5 separate regions of the Mus musculus genome follow, and regions 2, 3, 4 and 5 are each linked to region 1. Evidence: chromatin contacts called from public ChIA-PET, HiChIP or PLAC-seq and promoter capture Hi-C data. All regions are on one chromosome and are shown on one strand. Each heading gives the region's core, a stretch centred on a gene start, on an enhancer-like site or on the middle of the called end of the contact. The rest is flanking DNA. Distances are from core to core; before and after follow the strand shown. Region 1 holds the start of Golt1b (golgi transport 1B). Region 2 overlaps St8sia1 (ST8 alpha-N-acetyl-neuraminide alpha-2,8-sialyltransferase 1). Region 3 holds the start of Sult6b2 (sulfotransferase family 6B, member 2). Region 4 has its middle 3.6 kb from the start of Gm46981. Region 5 holds the start of Abcc9 (ATP-binding cassette, sub-family C (CFTR/MRP), member 9).

Region 1 (2,885 bases), core at 285-2,784:
TTGGTTTCCAGCACCCACACCAGGCAGCTAAAAACCGTCTGTAACTATAGCTCCAGGAGGATCCTGTGACTCTGGTCCCCACATGCATGTTAAAAAAACTCATTTAAACAAGCAATTAAGATCACTCTTGTCTATATAACTACATGTTGCACTAAACTGAAACAGGTTCACAAGACTTAGTGACAGTAGGGAAAAAAGGGACACTTTTATTTCTGACTAGAACCAAAGGAGCCTGACTGGACCAATAGACAACACCCCTGGGCTAGAGAAGGTAGCTGTGCAGTCCACAGTAAGACAGAGGGGACTGCCAGGGTGTGGAGGGACTCATAAAGCACCTGTGACACTCCAGTGTGCCACAACTTGAATCTAAATCTTCAAACTCCACTTGAGAATAACTTCAAGGAAGGTTTTTGTTTCACTTCAGTGGGATGTTAGAATCTTGAAAAGCTAAGGTGAATATAGTTTGAAGAAACAAAGTTCATGGTAATGAGCAAAAGTGAGGCAAAAAGAGGTCATACCCATAAAGATATCTTTAAAAAGTAACCAGCTTGGGTAGAATTTATAAATAGAAAAATAATTAAGATTGATAAGAAAACATAGAAAAATGAAGTCACAGAGAAAACGATGGAGATAGGGATAACGCTCTGCTAGTCTGCAGAAACATTTGGCTGAGATGCTCTAATCTCTGGGGCTACAAAAAAAAAAAAAAAGGCAAGACTGAAGACTGCAAAGCTGGTCAGAATGATGAGATAGGCAGAAACAGGATGCTAAAATAGAACACGCCACGAAGTACAGAATACAACACTAATAAAGAAATCCTTTCCCAGTACAGACAGGCAGAGTCCTTCATGCTTGTAATCTCATAACTTTAGAGACCGGGGCAGGATTACAAGTGGGAAGGCTAGCACTGACACAATGAGCGCAAGGCCAGCCTCGTTAACCTACAGTGTGATCCTGGCTCCTAACCCAGAAATCTAAACCATCGAAGTCAATGCTCAGAGCACAAAGTGACTTTTTAACATTAGTAAACTTGGTTGAAACTTAAACGAGCGGAAAACCGAAGTCCTTGTTAAGGGAATTTTGGGTAGGTAGGTAACAGTGGAGTCTGATCACGGCTCTCTACGCCCCCAGCCCACCCCAGCCTTGCAGGCGCTCCGCGCGGGCGGACAGTCCCATTCCCGCCACCCCGGAAACTTGGTCCGACGGCTGTTCCGTGGGACAGAGCACGGGTGCCACCGGGGCGAAGGCGGCGGCGGCACTTGGGCCGAGGCAGGTCGGCGGTCCTCCCGTCACGGCCCCCTCCCTCCCGCGGGCCGCCGCCCCACGCGCGCTCGCTCCATTCATTGCGGGGCGGAGCAGAGGCTGAGGCGGGAGCACCGGCCAACGCTGGGGCCCGGCAGCGCTTACTCTGCGTATCCGTGAGGGAGATCATGGTGGCGGCGGCGAGGACCGCGGTGCTTCGGGGCCCACGCTGCGAAGCCTGGTCCGGAGAAGAGCCTCGGCGACGCCGCCCGGGCCCGAGCCGCCACGTCTTCCGGAAACACGCAGCCGCCGCCGCCGGGCCGCAAGGCCGCGCTCCATTGGCTGCAGCGAGACCAATAGCACGCGCTCTTGTTCGGATGTGCACCCGGACGCCGCACCACGCAGCCAATCAGAGAAGGCAATGGCTTGTGATTGGTGGAGGGGGCTGATCCGGAAGGGTGGGCGCTGCATGCCGGGCGGCGGGAAGGTTTTTACGCGCGGAGCGGCTGACAGGTTCGTGGTGGTGCCGGTTCCGGCGCGTGGGTCCGCGGCTGTCTGCTGGGCGGATAGGAGCTGGGCGTCGTCTCTGCCATCGCTTTCAGGAGCCCTGGTCGCCGCAGCTTGCGCTTCTGCCTCGTCTGTGGAGCCGGCGGGGTGGAGGGATGCGCTCAGGGTTAGCGTGCGTTTTCCTTCCGCACTGATGACAGTGGACCTGGTTCACGTTTTTTGACTGACAGACCTCTTTGTAACTTAGTTCTTGGATATATTTCGTGCTACGCTATGTTTTGCTGTGAAGTTGCCTAATTTAGGCAAGGGGTAGGTTATTGGCAGCAAAGTCCAAAAATATATATATATTTGAAGTAGTGGCAGGAAATGAACTTAGACCGAATCTCTCCTAAGCGAAGAGAAAGCGCCTGTTTTTAGGTTCCGGAAAAGGCATTTTTTTTTTTCTAGGCTGTTTACAAAAGTGAAGAGATTCAGGCTCTGCCATGATACAGGACCTTAGAGTCCATGGGCAGAATAGTATCAGTCTAGGAAGTGATAAGGAGATGTTCTCATACGTGAGGAAGGAGGAGTCTTGATTTAAACCCATCCTTAAATGTCCGTTAGTTTTGTCCTTACTCTTTAATCAGGGCTTATCTGTCTTAACAGCCATGCACAGGAAGGGTACAAATTCGATAAAGGAAACAGTTCAAGTGAGAATAGGCGGGTGCAGAATCTGTCTTTGGAGAGCACTCTTAGGTTTAGCAAATATAAAATTAAGCAATATATAACACACTTTCAAACGTTTGTTTTTTGCTTTTATGTAATGGTGACAGATTGTCATTGATTGAGCAAAAAAGTTGTTCACAACAGTTCATGAACACAATGAGGTCCTTGGCCCCTAACACAGAAAACTAAAACACCACCCCAAAAAAAAGCCTGTGTTCTGAGTACGAATGACTTTAAAATTAGCAAACTGTTGAAACTTAAATAGGCAGAAAACCTAAGTTCTTCCAAGGGAATTTTGGGCAGGTTACACGTCTACCCAAATAATTACTAAAAATACAAAATTAAGCAAAATATAACATGCTTTCTAATTTTGTTTTTATGTAATGGTAACAGATTGTCATTGAGCAAACATAACAGTTTGGGGAGTTAAA
Region 2 (2,885 bases), core at 99-2,598, 490 kb before region 1:
ATTTTGTTAAAGCCTGGTTTGTATTCTGCTGGATATAAGCTGTAGGAACTGGGTATGACCCAGCTTTCCTGACAGCTCCAGCTCACAATAGATGTTCATCAGTGGTTGTTGAATAAACATAGAACTCAGTTACCAGAGCTAGAGAGAGGCCCAGGAGGTGCAGTGTGTAGAAGACGGTAAGGTGTGACCCTGGTCAGCTTTGCAAATCACCTTCAGTTTAGTGAGTGATAGGACTTGTTCTTCAGGTTTGGAGATGAATTGGTCTGTCTGCTGCATCAAAAGGAAATTCCACTTTCCACCCAGAAAGAGCAGGAGAAGGGTCACTTGTATTCACTCTTGAATTAAACGATATTGCCCCCATAGGCTCAGCCATTCGGACACTCCACCTCCAGTTGGTGGCACCGTCTGGGGATAGTTAGGAGGCACAGCCTTGTTGGAGGCCCGGCCTTACTGGAGGCCAGCTTGTGTGTTCACAGCCTCTCCCTACCTGCTGTTTTCTTCTCTTCATGCTTTTGGTTTGAAGATTCCTGCAGTCGTGCCTCCAACCAAAATGACTCTATCCCTCAGGGTCTCCCCTTTAACAACTAAGGGGCTTGCAGCTTGCATGTATAAATCCTACTATTAGTGGGGGGATGCCTGAAATTTCTCCCCTGGCTTAACGATCACGACAGGGCTATATAAGACCCTTACGGTGTATTCACATATTGACAGCATTTTTCTTTTGGTATTCGTTATTCTATTCTATATCTGAGTAGATATGTGTATATATAGCTCCACATCAGCAGACTCAGGTCAATTTTCTTACTGCTGCTCCTTTCCTGGTCAAGGACACCCGTGGCCTCCATGTTGCCCAGCCCCATGGCAGGTTCAGCATTATTGCCCTTCATCTTTTAGGAGCACTCAGCTTCCTTCCCTCCTTCTCAGTCACTGCCTTCCTTTTGCTAGGCTCCCTGAGACCTCTTCTCTGTTCTGTTCTGACGTTTGGCTCTTAAATCCAAATACTTGGTCTCTCTCCACCTTTCACTCCACACAGACCCGGCTCCCTGCCTGCTCGGTCACCTACTGGACAAGGCCACTTGGCAGCCAGCCACTTGACTTTCTCAAGACTGGGCTTTTAATCAGTCCCCCAGACTCTCCCCTGCTGTGATCTTCTGTAGTGCAGGAAACAGCTGGTCCTATGCTGGAGACCAAGTCACCTTTCCCTCAGACCTTTCTTCGTCTGCTTTCTTTTCTTACTTCCTCTCTGAACACCAGCAAATCTATTTGGCACTTCCTCTGGAATCCCTCCAGAACGGAGGGCTCTCTTCACCTCTGTCACCCTATTTCAGGTCACTAAACTCCCGGGATATCACTGAAAACTCCTCCCTGGCCAGACATCGTTGAACTGTTCACACTTCAGCACGGATCATCATGCTACCTCCCTGGCTGTTTCTGTAGTCTTGGCTCTCATCCTGGAATAAAACCCACTGTCTTCATGGTACCTTACCCGGCTCGCTCACTCAGCTCCACACTGGAATCTTTACTCTTCCCCTTTCCTCCTCCCCTCGTCCTGCTGACTCATCGTTGTAGTCTGCAGACAAAAGAGGCTCTTGCCCCTCTATCTCATCCCAGGAATGTTCCCTCCTCAGGGTCTTTGCACAGAGGGGAGAGGGACGACAACCAGGGACCTACCCAGATCTATGTCCACACATTCTCAAGTCCTACACACATCTGCTTGGGGCTTCCTATGTGCGTGGCTGGTCACCCTGCTGACCTTGCAGTTCCTCTCAGGAAGTCTCTGGACTCTCTCATGCCAGTTCCCTGTCTCTCTCCAAAGACCACCTCACCGTCTGTTCCACTGTTTACCTTTCCACATTCCTTCATCCTTCTCTATTTTCTCCAGCATAGTGTGAGTCTCAGGGGCACAAGGTTTGTATTTGGTCTCCACCGCTCAGGGGTCCCAGCAAACATTGGTGGAGTATACGCACCAGCCTACATGAGCATCCGAGCTTAGCTCTCCATCTCACTGATATGATAGATAGTACCATGGTTCAAGTGTTGGTTCCAAATGCGCCTTTGAGGAATGACTAAGAGAAGTATATGTTGTCCTGAGTGAAGCTGTTAGATGTTCTCCGCTGCCAGCCTCTCCTCAGACACCCCACTCTGACGTTTATTGGGGTGATCACTGCAGTGGTAATGCAGGCGATTCTTTTCTCCCAGTGGACAAATACTAAGGCATTATGCTTCAGACACCACCAATATTTATTGCCAGTATTTACGTAGCTCTGGCTGCTTATTTTACTACTAGAAATGAAGGGAATAAAATCTCACGTTAGACTAATTGCTTCCTTCAGCTACCAATGAAAGCAGAGACTCTTGGGAATTTTTTTTTCCTGGTTGAGTTATTACCTCATGCCTAGGCAAGAACCTTCTACTGTATATTCGTGAGCTAATTCCATTTTATCTTTGATATAGTCTGTGTTATTTGTATACCACTCAGCCAGCATGGCCTTTCAATCTAGTTGTTTCCTAGACTAGTCATGTGTTTACAAGGTCTTTCCCCCAAGAACTCCAACAACTATGTTCTGTTCCAGTCACTTCAAGGAGCTCTGGTACCTGGCAGTTCTTGCTGACCCAGCTAGAAGGGGCCAAATGATTCATTTCACTCTCAGGGACTATTATGGGTTTCCATATTCCCCGACACTATAAATAGTGCCCTAGGCTGGAGCACTTGGGCACACAGAACATTCTCTTTGCAGTCTAGCTGGATATTTACAGGAGAAAGTCACATGTTGTCTGGTTTGACACAAGTCACCTGTCCCTTGATGGCTCCTGAGTTCCACCCAGAACCACCTAGGGTGTTCTCCTTATAGTAGCTCGTTTTCTTCCAGCAAACATTATTGCCT
Region 3 (2,885 bases), core at 173-2,672, 420 kb before region 1:
CTTTTTGAGCCCTGATGATTGGTTCTTCAATACCGAGTGATTGCTTAGTCCTAGAAACATGTTCATGCAAGCAACACTGTCAGTACTGAGTCATGTTGTACTGAGTACTGACTGTACATTTATTCATTTATGTTTATGTGTATATATAACAACAAAGTTAAAGAAGAGGAGAGTGTGAATTTTGGAGGGGAGGACCTACAAGGGGTAGGAGGGAGGAGGGGGAGGGGAGAAATGACTTAAAATAATTATATTTTAATTACGTAAAAATAAGTATCTAAAAGGGAGCCAATGGGTAGTTATGCAAAAATTAGCTATCAAAAATTAATCCTGCCAATAGTTTTATTTTTAAAAAGGACCTTGAATTTCCAATCCTCCTGCCTCCACCTGCTGGGTGCTGGGATTGTAGATCTGTACCACTATACATTGTGTCTGTGTGGCTGGGCATCCATTCCTGGCTTCCTACATGCTACGTAGCTGCACCAAGTGAGCAGCCCACCCTCAAGCTCTGCTTTCTGTTGGCTTGTCCTAGAACACAGCAAGCCAGGACACTTCATTGCTGTCCTCCGTTCATGTGTTTATTCTATTAGTGCATTCTCTGTCATCTCCTGTGTATATGATCTGTTACTATGTATATGTTTCTGTTACTGCCATGGGCATCTTTCTTCTTCAGATATTTTCCCTACAGTATAACCTCTATTTTTGACACTCGATTAAAATTTTGTCCATTTCTTCATTAATGTTCCTTCCATTGTCAGACAAGCCAAATTTTCAACTGAGTTTCATTGAAATAACTGAGCATTTCTTTACTATATCTAATTGAATCTGGAATATTGTAATATTACCAACCAAGACTAAAATTGAGTGAGATAAGAATTAACTTCCTTCTCTCTACAGATTCCTGTTTGCATGTGTTCTCAGGAAATCTCTTTTTAGTGTGGTATTCTGACTATCACTGTATTTCTTCTAAACTACAGCTCATAAAGGCTGTCGCAAGAGTATTTCCCAATTCCTGGAGACATTCTTATTTCCCTGTTGCTGTGTCCCCTCAAACTTTAAATACTGACTACTTCCTATACTGTAGAAACCCAATTTTCTTAATTACTTTCAGTGACATAATTCATTGTAGTGACTAAAGACTTTACCTATTTAGGACAAAGGATTTGATAGTGGTACAATCTTAACACAGTGATTACTCCTGGCTGCCTGGTAGTTTTCTATGCAAATGAGCCTGAACTGAGTGGAAGGACACATTTTGTAACCTGTGTTATCAGAAAAATTCAGATAACATGACTTTTATAATAGACATTGGCTCAGTTGTGGTTTAAAAATTATTCTTCTAGAGAGCTGCAAAAGGTATATATAGACACATGGAATATCAGCTTGGAGATACCAAGATTCCTCTGCCACTCTGCTGAGGTTGTGACCAAGGGCCAGGTTTGTCTGTGGCTTGTGGAGGGACTGTGCTGACTATACAGCCTCTAATAGGGTCAGTGGAAGATGTCATGCCAGAGTCAGCCAAGTCTCCTCCATAAGTACATGGGCATCTTCTTCTCTACCATGTCTTCAGAAGAACTCCTTGGTTCCTTGGACTCTTTTGATGCTAGAGAAGATGACATATTTCTGGTTTCCTACCCAAAATCTGGTGAGTTTCCCCCTAAAATGTACTAAAAGATACAGAGATGCAACAGTAAGAGGTATAGAAACATTGTTTCCATTTACTTAGTGTTCTATAAGATACAGAGATGCAACAGTAAGAGGTAGAAACATTGTTTCCATTTACTTAGTGTTCTATAAGATACAGAGATGCAACAGTAAGAGGTAGAAACATTGTTTCCATTTACTTAGTGTTCTATAAGATACAGAGATGCAACAGTAAGAGGTAGAAACATTGTTTCCATTTACTTAGTGTTCTATAAGATACAGAGATGCAACAGTAAGAGGTAGAAACATTGTTTCCATTTACTTAGTGTTCTATAAGATACAGAGAAGCAACAGTAATGGAAACATTGTTTTTGTTTCCATCTCAGACATTTTTTGGGGGTGGGGGGATGACTTTCAAGGATTTAGATTTCTTACTTTAAAAAGACTCAAGTGAAATGATTGAAGCTCTGCTAAAGTTTTCCTCTTCATTTGATTTATGAAGGTGCACAAATGTTGATATATCATATGAAATAAGCAAAATAGCTATGTGATAGATTCCCATTGTATCTTGCCCAGATCGTCCTGATGACTAAACAACCTTTGCTCAGCTCATACTTAATTGTCTATAACTTTTTTCATCTACACTAATAAGAGCCGTAAATACTTTCCCTGCTAAAGTTTTACTTCAGAATCGATTCGTACAGAGTTGTACACCCATGGGTGTCATTGAGTAAGTAATGCCACTCTGTACTTTCTTGGACTTAGTTCTATGATAATTTTGTTTGTTATGTAACATCCAGTTGCCTGCTACAATTTCCTTAGTAGTGGTCACATAGAGACGGTGGCTACAGTTAAGGTGTTCAACAACGAGCAGCCACGTCCAGTCAGTTATGCAGTGTAGTCACCAGTTAGATCGGGTCATCAGTGTGGGAAGAAGCAAAGTGCACAAAGGTCAGGGGTTTTGAGAACACACACACACACACACACACACACACACACACACACACACACACTCTGCTCAATTTCAATCCCAGAGAATCTGATGCCCTCTTCTGTAGACAGCAGGCACTCACAAGATACACACACACACACACATCTGCAGGCAAAACACTCCCACTAATAAAATAAATAAATCTAAGAAAGAAAGACCTTTGTAAAGTACACTTAACATGAAACTTAGAAAGCAAGACAGAGTATTTATTGTTCAGCCATGAAGTTGTTCATGTTACACATCACTGAAATCA
Region 4 (2,885 bases), core at 125-2,624, 390 kb before region 1:
GGCTTCCTTCTCTGGATGAAAAGCTACAGGACACAGGAGCCAATGAGCCATCAATTCAGCAAGCCCCACAAGTAGCCAATTAGGAAGCTAATTAGAGACAACTAATTATTATTCCATTTAGATAAAGAGAATCTGGATAATTCCTTTCCCAAAGCGTGAAGGCTGTCATCTCAAAACTATAACAAACAGATTTGGGCAAATGGATATCAGCAGGTTTTTGGGTTCTCTCCACCTCCCCCAGTTTCTTTGAAACATATGCAGGAGTAGTTTCAAGTTTTCAGCGTTAGTGGTAGTCAGCCAGGAGGGCTTACAAACCCTTAGTAATCTTGGGGCTGTTATCACCATTACCTTTGGGATAAAAGAGGAGACTCTTTGAACGTAATAGGATCAAATCCTGCATCACTCAATAACAGGATAAATATGTGTGTATACATTTATTTATTTATGAAACCGTGATTTTGTCTCATTTCAAATTTGCTCTTTATTTCGGCAGTTTATATTAACTTACATAGAATTTGCTCCCATAGAGAAAAGCAAACAGTGGTCTGTAGTCATTCTCCATTACTTAAATCGCCTGTCACCAGCATCTATTGGTGTCACTGACCGCTGAGGGGACATTCAGCCAAGCTGTGGGACAATGCCCTCTAATGATTAGACAGGCTTTGGGGAGAAAGGGTATATTCCTGAGTAATTGGCCCAAGTGGGATTTTAATTAAAATAAATGAGGGTGGTCAACTAACCCTTGCTAGGTAGCATAGGCTAGACTGAGAAGTGAGTTTATTCATCCCCAGACAGAAATGTTTCAATCAGGCAATTATGCAAATGGATACTATTAATATTACTCGTTTCTTTCTTCCTTTGTTCCTAATGAAGGTCAATTGTATCCTGTTTGGCATGGTCAGCTCCTGAGCTGTGAGCCTTCATTAGGCTTCAGTGATGTTTCCCCTGAGACTCCAAAGACCGGTGGGAACTCCGAACGCAAAGAAAACTGAGGCCAGAGGGTGACAAGCCTTGTCACAGTATGCCTCCAGAGGTGCCAATCAAGTGAAGGGCTAATTACGGCTGGGCATGAACTGCCTGCAACTCCCCTGGACAGACAAGGCATGGTGTGCTCACATTAGCCGTTGGTCTCTCTTCTGTTCCACTCTGCACAGCTTTGTCTGAACATGGGTTTCTGCTATAACAAATGTGAAATGCACAAATCAAAGAAAGGGAACTTGAAGGCCTCACTATTTCCTGTGAAGCAAATGGCCGAGGTTTGGGAAAGCCATCCCCTTGCATTAAATTGAGGTGCCTTTCCAGGAACAGACCCCAGAGAGACAGGAAGATGATGACAGAACACCAGTGCATTATGGGAAGCACCGTGTATAGCAGCATGGTGACATTTCCTTAGCCACATCCTGTCCCGACTTTCCTGTCTTGCTCTCTACCTGTCAGAGCATCAGGCTTTTTGCTAAATGGACATGAATGCTCTCGTGATTTGTTTGTTTGGGGGTCAGGGTGTCATGAAGGCCAGGGATTATACATCTTGGAAATACTAACGTGGCCAGTCAGCACTGGGAACCTCACCTCCGAACAGGTCTGGGTCTGTAGGAGAGGGCTGGTAGCAATCGATGTCTGAGGCTGACTGAGAACCAGAGGACGATTGTCATGGGAGAGTGTTGAGGAACGAGGGCATGGGACAGTTTCTGAGCCTGAGTCCTACCCTGTTGTATTTATTCCAACTTCTTCAACTACAGGGTTCTAGCAACTCCGTGCGCACAGACCACTGAGTGGGCTTTCCTAATATGCAGACTATTAGACCGAAGCCCCGGGTTCTACACCTCTCACGCCAGGGGAGGGCTAGCACACATATTTGCACAATTATTAATTATAGTGAATTGTTGTTTTAAGAGCTTTGGTGTTGGCTGAGGGGCCATCTCCGAAGAAGCCTTACCAATCGCCCATCTGCTGCCTTAGTATGTTCTAGAGCTGCCACCTAGTGTCTGACCCCCGGTAGTTATAGCTGTCTATCGCTCAATTTTCACATCTATAAAATAGAGGAAGAAAAATACTTCCTTTATAGAGCTGTGTGGATTAAAAGAAAAGATATATAGAGGTTAATTTTATGGTCTGCAGCAATAAGGCAACAGTGCTAGGTAGCCAAACAGTCACTGAACGTGTATGAAAAGTGAGCGAGTCACCTTGGGTGAATGAACAAAGTCACAAGAGGTTTGTCTACAGGCAATCTCCCCCTCCCCCAAGCAGAGGCATGTGTCCTTCAGGCTAAGAGGTGACATGTGTAATTTAAGGTACCCACCAGCTTGGAACAAGATAGTGACAGTAAACAGATTGGCTTTCTCTTCTGATCTTTGTCATTTAAAATACACATGAATATGGAGCAACCAGCTGTGAAGAAAGAGGGCATATTTAAGACAGGTAGAAAGTAGGGGACACAGCTAGTGCTCAGCTATCAGCAGTGAGGAGGGTGTGGAGGGTGGAAAGAGATCCCTGCTGGGGACCAGGAAGGGGCTCAGCAACTCCGGAGGTAAGGTGGAACCCCAAGTGCTCTGCTCTCTGCATATCCTTTGAATTTACTTTATTTTTTTAATTTAAAAATGTTATGTGCATCTGTGTCAGTGCATGCATGTGTGTACGTGCACTGGTCTGTAGGTGCCTGTGGAGGTCAGAAGATGGTGTTAGATCCCCTGGAGCTGGACTTACCAGCTCTCAGTGAGCCACCGAGGCACCCAGCATGGATGCTGGCAATGCACTGGGACCTGCTGAAGAGCAGGAAGTGCGGCATCTTTTCAGCCTCTATAAGCGAGTATTTTCCAGTGATTGTCTGGAGGCTTAACATGTATGTTTAGAAAGAATCCCAACACACCCTTAAACACCACCACAGG
Region 5 (2,885 bases), core at 268-2,767, 320 kb before region 1:
ATCGTAGGTGCCAGCTCTTTCTGGCCTTGGAGGCCCCTGGAAGTGGTACATTCTGGCTCTGGAAGCTGGCCAAGGCTGCAAGGACCTTCCCAGAAAGTGACTCCATTCTCATCTCCTCTGGGGCATGCTGTGCTGGGGTCAGCTTCTGAGCAGCAACTTCTGGAGGCCAGGAGGCCATGGGGTGCTGAGTTCAACTTTAGGGACAGCATGAGGAACCTCGAAGGCACCAGCCCGCCAGGCTGACGAGCCTTTATCTGATCAGGACGGTTGCTACGAACACTGATTACTGCAAAGGACTCAAAACTGGCCCTTGGGAATCTCGAGAGTTTATTCAAGAGTTACTGAGGCCAAAAATTACCCAGTGTGATCATGGCTCATATCTGTAATCGTAACAATCTAGAAGCTGAGCCAGGAGGATTACTGCGAGTTTGAGTCCAAGCCAGGGTGTCTAACCTTCACCCCCTCAAAAAAAATTTTTTTTTAATTTAAAATTCACCCCTTACCACCAGAGGAAAAGTTATTGTGGAGTGTCACATATACATGCATATCTATATCAAAAGCGGGTGTGTGTGTGTGTGTGTGTGTGTGTGTGTGTGTGTGTGTGTGTGTGTGTGTGTGTGTGTAGCTGGCTTCTAACCTGCTATGTGTCTGCTTCTTGCTTTGAACTCCCTGCATCTTTCCCCCAAATGATGGCATTTCAGAAGAACACCAACCACAGTCTGCCTTCAATAGATATTGTTTTAAGCAAGTTTTGTTATTTTAAGAGTTAATTATATCTGTTTGTGAAAGCGATGAAACAAATGAACAAATAAAAAATACTGTTGATGCTGAAACTTGAAATCAAACTCAAATTTTGGAGTGCTCAGACAAGTGCCATTGGTCCATTAGTCTGGACCAGCAGGCAAATTCCCCGGGTCACTGAAAGATTCTGCCCTGTGCCTGCCCATCCAAGTGAGACAAGCATGCCTGGTGGCAGTTTGTTTTGCCTAGAATGAACTATTCAGTTCTCAGTCCTGCTGGGGGCGAAGCTGGGCGAATGGATGGCACTTTTAAATCATTTTTTGGTGGCTAAAGCTAAGGCTGCCTGCAGAGCTGATACTTTCCATGTTTTCATATCTGATAAGCCTCCTCTTTGAGGGTCTGGGGGTCGGTTTTTGCAAGTTCCGCTTTCTGGTGGAGTCTTGGGGGATCCACATATGGCGTGAGTTTGGCACATCTTCACTGCGCTCACCCGTAGGAGCAGCTCCGGAGGAGTGGGGAGTGGTGTGGAGGGTCTGGGGGAGGGTGGTCCTGAATGGGAATGGCCGGAGTGATGGAGGGTCCCAGGTAGGGATGATCCGGGCAAGGAGGGTGGGGGTGAAGAGGGTCCTGGATGGGGAGGGTCCCCGCCTCAGGCGTCTGGGGTGCCTGCAGTTTCCTGCCAGGGCGCGGCAGTGTCCGCCCCAGGCCACAGCGCAGCGCAGCGGAGGAGAAACGCGATAGGAGGCAGCAGCTGGCCTCCCACCACCCTAAAAATAATCCACTCGCCGGCTGCTGACCCGGGAGGAAAACTTGTCGTCCCATGGAGTGCGTGAGCTCCTCGGCTTGCTACAGAGAGATCCCCAACCACTCTGAGGAGTCACTGGCTGTAAGCTGTTGATTTTGATCTAGTATTCCGTCAGTAAAGGCATTCGCTATTTCTAGGATTCAGGGGACTTGCTGGCGAGAAGGTGGGATCAGGTTTCCAAAGTTTGACTTACACAATCCTGCCGGCTGGAGCCGAAACCGGCTGGAAACAGGGAAAGATGTCACTGATATATATATAGAGAGAGACTTTGTTAGCCATTCCCCTTTACAATTCACGCAGCAGCTTTTTCTCTACTAAATTTGTTACTCTTTGCTCTTTAGGAGAAATTTACATCTTCAGACGGTGGGCAGGCTGTTGGTAGCTCAAGTGCACCAGTAGGGGGACTAAGCCCTGGAGCCAAAGCCAAGGTATATTTATTTATTTATTTATTTATTTATTTATTTATTTATTTATTGTTTGCTTGTTTGCTCCGCGTTGGTTACAGTGTCTAAAAACAATCTTATCTGCGCAGGGGTCCCCAGCATTGTCTTTCTTGTGTCACAGAACGTCATAGCCCCTGGAGGGTAAACGCATGGACTAAGACTCGATAATGGATCAAGTCCGTGGTCATTTTCTTGCTAGGAAATTTCCTACTTGGATCTGTATAGAACCAGCCAGACAGCTAGTTAGACAGCCAGACACATCTACGCATTTTGTGAGGTCTCCACTGAGCAAGTTCAGTGAAACGATTGCAGCATTTGCTTTGGCGGAGGGTGGACATCCTGGGCACGTCGTGGGTGGGTCGTCGCTGCCTTAGGTGCCTTTCAGAGGTGAGCTTCTCATTCAGGATGCTTTGCCTAAGCGCTCAGTAGCTCAGGGGTGAGTTGTTCCACATGCAAGAAGGAAAGCTATCCCGTGCATGTTTGCTTTAGATGTGTCCAGAGCCCGAGCTTGGCTGACACTGTCAATGGGGTCACAACTGACAGTCGCTGCCGGGTGAGCAGGGAGGTGGCTGCTTCTCACTCAGTCTTAAGTGGCTGGCAAAAGTAACTAGCGTTTAGTTCCTGATATCTTTTAATATCTTAGCAGTTTTTGGAATTACTTCAGTTAACCTTTGTTCCTCTGTAGAAGTATCAGAAGAGTTGATAGATACATTACTAGAGTTTTGAACGGATACCATGTTTTATGCATACCAGGGGCTGGGGAACGTCTCACAGTGCAGGGCCAGGGCCAAGCACGCTGCTGTTGCTATTCTCCGCAGGAAACAAGAGGACTCCTCTTCCCTCTGTGTTCTGTCCTGCAGGCTACCCCACAGCCAAAGTCTCACTTTTGATCTGTT

The links. Promoter capture Hi-C pulls out the DNA fragments that hold promoters and counts their contacts. ChIA-PET counts read pairs in DNA pulled down with a chosen protein or histone mark. HiChIP or PLAC-seq counts read pairs in DNA pulled down with a chosen protein or histone mark.
Region 2: a contact with region 1 is called in an H3K4me3 HiChIP or PLAC-seq map of bone marrow-derived macrophages, with 3 times the contacts expected there. The contact joins the enhancer-like site here to the promoter of Golt1b in region 1. A contact is called at or near these places in 1 of 115 datasets of contacts at active chromatin or transcription factors (bone marrow-derived macrophages) and 1 of 9 other capture datasets (adipose tissue).
Region 3: a contact with region 1 is called in an H3K27ac HiChIP or PLAC-seq map of embryonic stem cells, with 4 times the contacts expected there. The contact joins the promoter of Sult6b2 here to the promoter of Golt1b in region 1. A contact is called at or near these places in 8 of 39 promoter capture datasets (the 3T3-L1 cell line, 3T3-L1-derived adipocytes, embryonic stem cells and 3 more), 1 of 484 Hi-C or Micro-C datasets (the G1E-ER4 cell line), 6 of 115 datasets of contacts at active chromatin or transcription factors (bone marrow-derived macrophages and embryonic stem cells) and 2 of 9 other capture datasets (adipose tissue and liver).
Region 4: a contact with region 1 is called in an RNA polymerase II ChIA-PET map of memory CD8 T cells, with 58 read pairs. The contact joins the enhancer-like site here to the promoter of Golt1b in region 1. A contact is called at or near these places in 14 of 39 promoter capture datasets (the 3T3-L1 cell line, 3T3-L1-derived adipocytes, the C10 cell line and 9 more), 8 of 115 datasets of contacts at active chromatin or transcription factors (bone marrow-derived macrophages, embryonic brain, embryonic stem cells and 4 more) and 2 of 9 other capture datasets (adipose tissue and macrophages).
Region 5: a contact with region 1 is called in a promoter capture Hi-C map of liver, with 4 times the contacts expected there. The contact joins the promoter of Abcc9 here to the promoter of Golt1b in region 1. A contact is called at or near these places in 7 of 39 promoter capture datasets (embryonic stem cells, hematopoietic stem and progenitor cells, hippocampal neurons and 3 more), 7 of 115 datasets of contacts at active chromatin or transcription factors (bone marrow-derived macrophages, embryonic hindbrain, embryonic stem cells and 1 more) and 2 of 9 other capture datasets (liver and pancreatic islet).

The regions. Positions count from the first base shown.
Region 1 is chr6:142,385,892-142,388,776 of GRCm38.p6, reverse strand. Golt1b (golgi transport 1B) reads right to left here and starts at 1,534. Exons shown (of 5, transcript NM_025872.4): 1 at 1,408-1,534. The coding sequence starts at 1,432. It overlaps Recql (RecQ protein-like), which reads left to right and starts at 1,690. Exons shown (of 15, transcript NM_023042.3): 1 at 1,690-1,755.
Region 2 is chr6:142,877,749-142,880,633 of GRCm38.p6, reverse strand. All of the region lies in intron 2 of St8sia1 (ST8 alpha-N-acetyl-neuraminide alpha-2,8-sialyltransferase 1), which reads left to right. Among named protein-coding and RNA genes, the nearest start is that of Gm7457, 65 kb to the right of the region's middle. Within about 2 kb of position 1,348, at least 65 of the 459 cell types and tissues checked have an H3K27ac peak or open chromatin away from gene starts, as enhancers often do. A contact at or near this core is called in bone marrow-derived macrophages, where this site is marked.
Region 3 is chr6:142,803,003-142,805,887 of GRCm38.p6, reverse strand. It overlaps Sult6b2 (sulfotransferase family 6B, member 2), which reads left to right and starts at 1,422. Exons shown (of 6, transcript NM_001145390.1): 1 at 1,422-1,642. The coding sequence starts at 1,498.
Region 4 is chr6:142,778,625-142,781,509 of GRCm38.p6, reverse strand. No RefSeq gene overlaps it. Among named protein-coding and RNA genes, the nearest start is that of Gm46981, 3.6 kb to the left of the region's middle. Within about 2 kb of position 1,374, at least 69 of the 459 cell types and tissues checked have an H3K27ac peak or open chromatin away from gene starts, as enhancers often do. A contact at or near this core is called in embryonic brain, embryonic stem cells, erythroid cells and 3 more, where this site is marked.
Region 5 is chr6:142,700,906-142,703,790 of GRCm38.p6, reverse strand. It overlaps Abcc9 (ATP-binding cassette, sub-family C (CFTR/MRP), member 9), which reads left to right and starts at 1,517. Exons shown (of 40, transcript NM_011511.2): 1 at 1,517-1,627; 2 at 1,888-1,974.